2 separate regions of the Xenopus laevis genome follow, and region 1 is linked to region 2. Evidence: chromatin contacts called from public Hi-C data. All regions are on one chromosome and are shown on one strand. Each heading gives the region's core, a stretch centred on a gene start, on an enhancer-like site or on the middle of the called end of the contact. The rest is flanking DNA. Distances are from core to core; before and after follow the strand shown. Region 1 holds the start of celsr1.S (cadherin EGF LAG seven-pass G-type receptor 1). Region 2 overlaps gtse1.S (G2 and S-phase expressed 1 S homeolog).

Evidence for each region. A called contact is a pair of places that touch in the nucleus more often than the background predicts.
Region 1: a contact with region 2 is called in a Hi-C map of the XL177 cell line, with 3 times the contacts expected there. The contact joins the promoter of celsr1.S here to the enhancer-like site in region 2. A contact is called at or near these places in 2 of 4 Hi-C or Micro-C datasets (the XL177 cell line and the XTC cell line).

The regions. Positions count from the first base shown.
Region 1 is chr3S:74,721,605-74,725,554 of Xenopus_laevis_v10.1, reverse strand. It overlaps celsr1.S (cadherin EGF LAG seven-pass G-type receptor 1), which reads left to right and starts at 2,430. Exons shown (of 34, transcript XM_041588505.1): 1 at 2,430-3,950. The coding sequence starts at 3,287.
Region 2 is chr3S:74,604,220-74,608,010 of Xenopus_laevis_v10.1, reverse strand. gtse1.S (G2 and S-phase expressed 1 S homeolog) reads right to left here. Exons shown (of 11, transcript NM_001094159.1): 11 at 3,536-3,791. Among protein-coding and RNA genes, the nearest start is that of gtse1.S, 19 kb to the right of the region's middle. Within about 2 kb of position 1,415, at least 1 of the 7 cell types and tissues checked has an H3K27ac peak or open chromatin away from gene starts, as enhancers often do.

The DNA.
Region 1 (3,950 bases), core at 1,181-3,680, 120 kb before region 2:
TGGAGGGGGGGGAAGCACTTAGGGCTGCCATCAGGGGGAAAGAGGGGGGACAGGTGTCCCAAATAAGGCTACCTGGGTAGCGTATATTGTTACACAAACTGGGTAATGTATTTTAAAACTTGCACAATTTCCTTAACTGACTCAAAAACGTACTTAAGATACATAGCTTATGGAACTTGCATAGAAGGATATGTATTTATTTCTCCTTAGGGTACTGGCACACGGGGGCATTTGTTGGCCCTTTGTTTAAATTTGCGCTACCACAAGCAACAAATTTCCCAGAAATGCTTTCCCTCCATCAATACAGTAAATCGACAATGGGAAAATTACTCATTTTTTCATGAAGTTCTCCTTAAAAATTTGGAAAACAAAGTGTTGCATAAGTTGGCAACTTCCTTTAATGTTGGTGGGAAAGCATTTCTGGGACATTTGTTGCCCGCTGTAGTGCAAATTTAAACTCAGGCGACAAATCTCCTTGTGTGCCAATACCCTTGATAATAAAGTTGCTGTGCCACAAAATGTTTTTTCTGAATGTTACCCCAGTTTGTTGGAAGAGCTAATGAGATTAATTAGTAAGCAATCCATGACAAATGATCTGATAACTCTGGTTAATTTGTAGTTGGCACTAACTGTGAGAAAGGTAAGATGAGTGCGGCTAGCTGTCTGGCAGGTGGGAGGAGCTGGCACTGTTTCTAACTAGGACATCAAGCATCAGAGTGAGACAGAACTGTATGTCTGCAGGGAATTTCTCAGGTATCCCCATAGCCCTGCCTTACACACACACTTACTGAATGAGGACAGATGGCATATACTGTCAATTAAACAATCGATTGTAAAAGAGGAGCTGGATGCAAATTCTAGAAGCTACACTGGAAATTAGTTTATTTTGTTTTTAATATACAATGTTTTAACTGTTAGCATTCAATAGATATAGAATAAAGTACCCACTTTTCTAAACTGAGTAGTTTCTCATACCATTTCAGAACATAATGCTGAGGAATGTGGCCCTGAATGTAATTTTAATTGTCTGTTCGAGAGCTCCGTTGATTTCTTAATATACTGTACTATCATTATTTGTATATAATCTTGTTGAACAGCACTATTTGCTAAATAATGGGAGCTATATTTTTGACATCCAAAAAATAAAATGTTAGCATAAATACACCTGCTAATGAAAACTCACCAAGTGAAGGGATGGCCCAGGTGCTCCAGCCACAGGCTCTCAGTTCAAGGGAGTGGACATAAACCGCATAGCAAAAAAAAAAAAAAAAAACCGAAGGAAGGGTGTAGAGCACACTGGAAACCACGCCAAGTCAGACCAAAAAGTTACTTTATTGAGCAATCATTTCAAGCCTTTTTTTTAACTTTTTGGTCTGACTTGGTGTGGTTTCCAGTGTGCTCTACACCCTTCACTATCCAAGGTCAATGGGGTATGTGACACAAGTAACACAAACTAATTATAAGTGATGACATCCATAAACACCATTTCTAAAGATATACTATAGAGGTTACTCCTAGACATTCTGTGTTATAACCAGGGCGGCTTTAAGGTACTTGTGGGCCCAGGACAAACCCTTTGGTGGGCCCCAAAGTACTAAGCTTTGGGGTTTATTTTTCTTTTTTATTATAACAATACAATGGGGGATGTTCCCCATAAAAAGAAGAAAAGAAAGGGAGAGAAGGTAGCCCTAAGAAATTTGTGATATAAATATCCACAGCCAGTTGTTGCTGAATATTAAAGGAATAAACTAAATAAAAACTTTGGGTAAAATGTAGAAACAATAGGTTAAAAAAAGTAAATAGGTTCAGTACGTTTATTTTCTGTTGATTAAAATAAGTAGGGATGCACCAAATCCGGGCAGGATTCTGCATTTTTCAACAGGATTCGGACGAATCCTTCTGTCTGGCCGAACTGAATCCTAATTTGCATATGCAAATTAGGGGCGGAGAGAGAAATTGCGTGACTTTTTGTCATAAAACAAGGAAGTAAAAAATGTTTTCCCCTTCCCACCCCTAATTCGGTCGAATCCAAAATAGTGGATTTGGTGCATCCCTAAAAAATAAGGGGTCTGCCACTGTGAGATGCTTGAGTGAAACATATGTCCAGGCAATGATCTGATGGTGGGATCTTATCCTGATGGGCCCTTGACAAATTCCCCTATGCCCATCTATTAAGAGTGCAAAAAAATAAATGCACAATTACTTCTTATCAATTTCAACGAGTCGTGTCATTGCCTTGTAGAATCGGCAGGTGGCGCTAGAGGACCTTTCAGGTACCATCAGAAGCAAATAGTTGTTCCTATCAATCCCTTCTCGCAGGACGCTCCAGTGCCGTTGCCATGGTGACGGGTGTCACGCTCCTCTCCACGTTACGAACAATACATTTAAATGGAGAGAACAAAAACTTCCCTCCCTTCCCCTGTGTCCTTCTAACAGTATTTCTCGCAGCTTATTTCGAAGTTAACATTTATAGTTAATGGATATGGGAAATAGAAAACATTTAAAGGAGAAACATGCAACGAAATCCTTATATTAAAATAAAAACTCCTGTCGTGTAGCAGAGATAAAAGCAATTTGAAAAGGCTGACTGGCACCCAAGGCATCTTGCAGTTGTCTCTATCCGCCCCCGGGGCCAGGCTCATAGGGAATGAGGGGATTCCCGGCAGTGCGACAGGGTGCAACAATAGCAGCTCATGTGACACTCACAAAGCCCCGTCGGCTCCAACACATACTATAGAGAAGTTGTGCGGTTCTAGTCTGAGGGGCCCAGAGCAGCCGAAACCCGTTGCGCGGGCGGGGGAAGGGGCAGACGGCTCAGAGCGAGGCTCCCGGCGGAGGAACAGGTGGCAGCGCAGCCAGTGAGGGGGAAGCCCACAGTCACATCCATTCAGGAAAGACCTGTAGCGCCGCTTTAAGTGGGGGTGGGAGAGAATGTCCCATTGACCCCAGAAAAGTCCATACGCTCGGTGGTATTACAAGTACTATCCCAGGCCGGGGTTATATAAGCTATAGCAACCGTCCCTTGCGTTACCGGAGCGCCACTGCCAGGGGCAGACAGGAGAGGCCAGAGCTCCGGAGAGTGAGGGGCCGCCCCCGGCAGGGCGCACAGACTGGGAGCAGGTTTATGCTAATCAGGACCGAGGGGAGGAGGAGGCGGAGGAGAGGGGAGCGGCGCTGAACCAGGGGGGTTGGAGCCATTTTGAAATCACTTTTAAACTTCCCGTGGGATAAGAAGTGAAATTGGGGCGAGCGGCCCTGATGCCGCCCCTCAGGCCTCTGTGAGGAGATGTGGGCGCTGAGTGTGTGTATGACGGTGCTGGGGCTGCTTCAGCTCGCGGGGGCTCTGCAAGTTCACCTCTATCCCGGGGGAGCCAACCTGTCCTTGGGAGCGGACTGGACTTACCTCCTGGAGAACAACTCAACGGCGATTGCACTGAGCCACCTGGGAGAGCTGAGCTTGATACCCGGGTCAGACTGTTCTCATGTACCGCTTCCCGCAACCCTCCGTGTCACCTCCCGCTCTGACCGGACCGTCCTATCCATCCGCCTGCGAGTGTATGTGCACCGGCCGGAGTGCCCTATTGAGAGCCGGGGGGAGAGCGCGGGGGCCCGCGAGAGTCTCCCTGATGTGGACATTGAGTACAGAGCGGAGTATATGGCCCCCCGGTGTCCCCCGGAACTGCTGCATAAGACTCAGGCACTTGTGGCCGCTCTACTGGGGGGGACCGGCTGTTCACTGTCTGATTCCTCCATTGTGCGGCGGACTGTGTGCGGGAGCTCAGGGGCAGCTGTGCCCATCATGTGTAGGGGCTCCTCGGAGCAGGTGCTGGTGCGGGTGAGGAGGAAGCTTCGGGGCAGACACAGGAGAATAAAGAGGAGCACAAATAGCAGCCCCCAGTTCCAACTCCATAACTACCAGGCGTCGGTGCCGGAGAACGAGCCGGCGGGGA
Region 2 (3,791 bases), core at 166-2,665:
CTCACAACCAAAAAATAAAGGTGTTTTACAGTAATGAAACTGTTACATACTGTTGCCTTGCACTTGTAAAACTGTGTGTTTGCTTCAGAAACTCTACTACAGTTTATATGAAAAAGCTGCTGTGCCATGGGGGGCAGCCATTCAAAGCTGACAAGGCAGAAAAAGGCACAGGATAAACAGCAGAGAACAAATAATCTCTGTAGTATACAATGGGATTCTTCAGACCTTATCTGGTGTGTATCCTGTGCTTGAATGGCTGCCCCAATGACTACACAACAGCTTGTTTATATTAATTATGGTTGTTTTTTCTGAAGCAAACACAACAGTTGTGCCAGTGCAGGGCAACATTATATTGGCATTCCTTTAAAACACTTTCATTTTTTGGTGTTACCGTTTAACAAAGAGTCTAAAATACTATAAATTGTGATTTGGGTTTCTTAAAAAGCCCAACACATTCACAGGTAGCAGTGAAAAGCTGTCCTTCCAAAGATGCCCCTTGAAATCCCCCATATTATTTTTAAAAGTTTAATTTTATATTCCCTCAAACCATGGATCTCCAGCTCTGCAAATATCAGAAGTTTACTCGCTGACCTAGCAAAAATGAATACTATAAGGTAATCAACAACAAAGCTGTAAAAAGGAAATGAAAATGTTCATATTAAGGAATGGTGTTGCTCAGAGGGTGCATATGTAACATTTGCCAGGTCATGTGCTGAATGCAAATTGACTGCCAAAAGTTAGGCACCTAAGATACCCCCCCCAAGTGATTTTAACTTTTTCTTCTCCTTTAAAGTGGACCTGTCACCCAGACATAAAAATATGTATAATAAAAGTAATTTTCAAATTAAACCTGAAATCCAAATTTTTTTTATATTAAGGCATTCATAGCTGTTGTAAACTCATTTAAAAATCTCAGCTGTCAATCAAATATTGCTTGCCCCTCCTCTATGCCTTAGGCATAGAGGCGGGGCAGGAAATTACTTTCACTTTCCATTCAGCACTTACTAGATGTCACTGCTCTCCCCACATTCCCCCTTCGCTTTACCATTTAATTGTGTAACCAGTACATGGGGATGGACATCAGATCCCCCATTCTGGTGCACAAACAAGATTCTGAGCTAATGCAAGGTTTGCCTTAATACCAGTGTTCACAAAATGGCGCCTGCCTGCCTGCTATAATTAGGAGTTCCAAGACCGAACAAAACAAAATAATTTATATAGTGTTATTAAAGTTTATTTTGCTTAACTAATGGCCTAAAATAGTATTTAGAATATTTTTTATTTAAGAGCATCACTGCATGCTTGATCACTTTCATTTGCAAAACTACACCCCAACCACCCAGGACTTTAGAAATGAACACCTGCATTTGTCCCATCAGTTGACTCTATACATATGTAGAATGTAGTTAATTCACTGTTGGTGCAGCTTTCTGTTTGGCTAGCTAGGTCCTTGAAGTACAGTAGAGTTTAACGGAGCCATGTACGCACTTAAATGCAGTGGGGGAGCTTAACCCATTTATTCAACCACCAAAGTATCAAGTTTCGGGGGGGGGGGTTACAACCCTCTTCATCAGAAACATGACAATGAACCCTGAAAACTATGGGTTGTACATCCCCTTTGTCAGGTTTTGTTGTTATGTTCCTGACAATGAGAGGGTTGTACCAACCAAAACATTGATACTTTGGTGGTTGATTAAATGGGATAAGCTCCGACTGCTTATAAATGCATGTGCGTGGCTCCGTTAAAAAAACACTGCTCTCTGTATATGTGCCTGGCACAGTAGCCCCACACTACTATGAGGTTTACTCTATTACATTCATACAGTGCCCAGGCCCAGAGCAAGGCTTAGCACTGACATTTTGGCCTGAATGAAACTTCAGTTTACTGGCCTTTCATAGATTTATTTGGCATTACATTTTCTGTACTAAATTTCTATTTAAATCACTAATCATTTTTCAGTATACTTACAACATATATGTTGCCTGTGGTCCCATCTTTATCCACCACAAATCACGCTTCTCCTAAACCTCCAATTCTCACTCTCTGTCCCAGTGTGAATAGAAACCAACCTCACATGGAATGAAAATTCCATCATAAAATTCATCAGACTATTCAAAATAATCTTAACTGTTTTAATGTGACAAATGGCCTTTCTTACGCAGGAAGGAATACACGAACCTGCAGAATCTCACAAGTTATTAAAGAAAAAACTAATTAATATAACACACTTGCACCACAAAGCCCCTTCTTACCAAAGGAAAACACATGTTTCAGCAAACGGAATGAAATTCTGCCAGTTCTAGTTACCTCAGACACAAACAAAGAATACAGGTGAATGCTTTGTTAGGCAGCAAGATTGTATTTCATAGCAGGAATCTAGGTACAATTCAGATACCATGTAATTTACTGATGAATGACTTCCCTGGGAATGGTATAGTTCCTGATGGCTGTTATTTGAACCTAATTTTTTTTGTGAAATTACCCAACAAACTTTTACAAATACTTCCTGCAATTGCAACCGCTCTTCTATGTAATGCTGTGTTACGTGGTATGTACTGGAATCCAAGTGTAGCGGCACCTGTTTAAAAACAAACATTTCATTGGTTTCTATGAGTTACTGCACCAGTATTGCATATGGGAGCACATCTTCAAAATTAAAACAGAAGAAACCTTTATATGTGCATTTGTTAATGTTCTTTGCTCAATACCTGCTTTGTCAGTCAGCTGCAAGAAGTATATTGTTCTCCATCAACTATTAGAACAAAGCACTTCAAAACTTTCTGGTATAATTAGCCAGCCAAGCCAGGTCCCACCAATGGTCTTTTTTATTTTTTATTTTTTTTACAAAGGACAGAAAAGAAAAAAATTCTCTATCAGCCACATGTAGAAGTTACACATAATACATACAATATGTTTATATTTCCAGTAAAAATGATGGTAACTGCAGTAGCTCATACCAATGAGACATTAATACTCATTGTCGCAGATGAAGTTGTCATGTGTTACCTTTTAATGAGAATCAAATCCATAATTTTTGGATTTGCTAAATACTGTATCCTCCACAAAAGGTTATTCCAATCACCAACTGAACCGTGCTTTTTCATTGACAGATTTGAGAAAAATATAAAAATGTAAGCAGCTAAAAACAAAGAAAATATTGCATTCAATTCCACAAATTTTAACTAATCCTGATCAAAACAAAGCACCTGTTTTGCAGCAAAACTAATATCATCGGCCTCTCAGTACACACAGGGGAAATTTCACATTGGAAGTGTAAAAAGTTTGTATCCAAAATCCACCCAATGTGCACGAATAGGCTGATGCCAAGTACAAAACAGGGTGGACGGGAGCAGATCAGCCTTTTCTCTGCTGGTGTATCCACAACCTTCATTTTGAATGTGATTGTATATAGCTATTCTATTTATATTTTTAAGCACATTCGTTCTATAGTTTAAATAAATATATTTAACCCCAAGAAAGACTTTCCGGTGTTAGGCAAAAAGTATTACTAGCCATATGAAAGAAATACATGGATCCACAAAATAAAACCTTTATTAAATTGCAAAAAGGAAGAAATACGCCCTCACAACACATTTGTAAGAATTACGTTAATTTTATTTACACAAAATTTAACAAATCACTAACATTTATAACCTTGATCAGGCAGATTTCTTTTTAAAATACATTTCCAATATATTTCATTTTTTTGTCCCTCATCAAAAAATTGGTCCATTATTTTCAGAGTCTTTAAGAAACATTAACTGAAAAGTCAGTAGGGTCTTATCCAGCA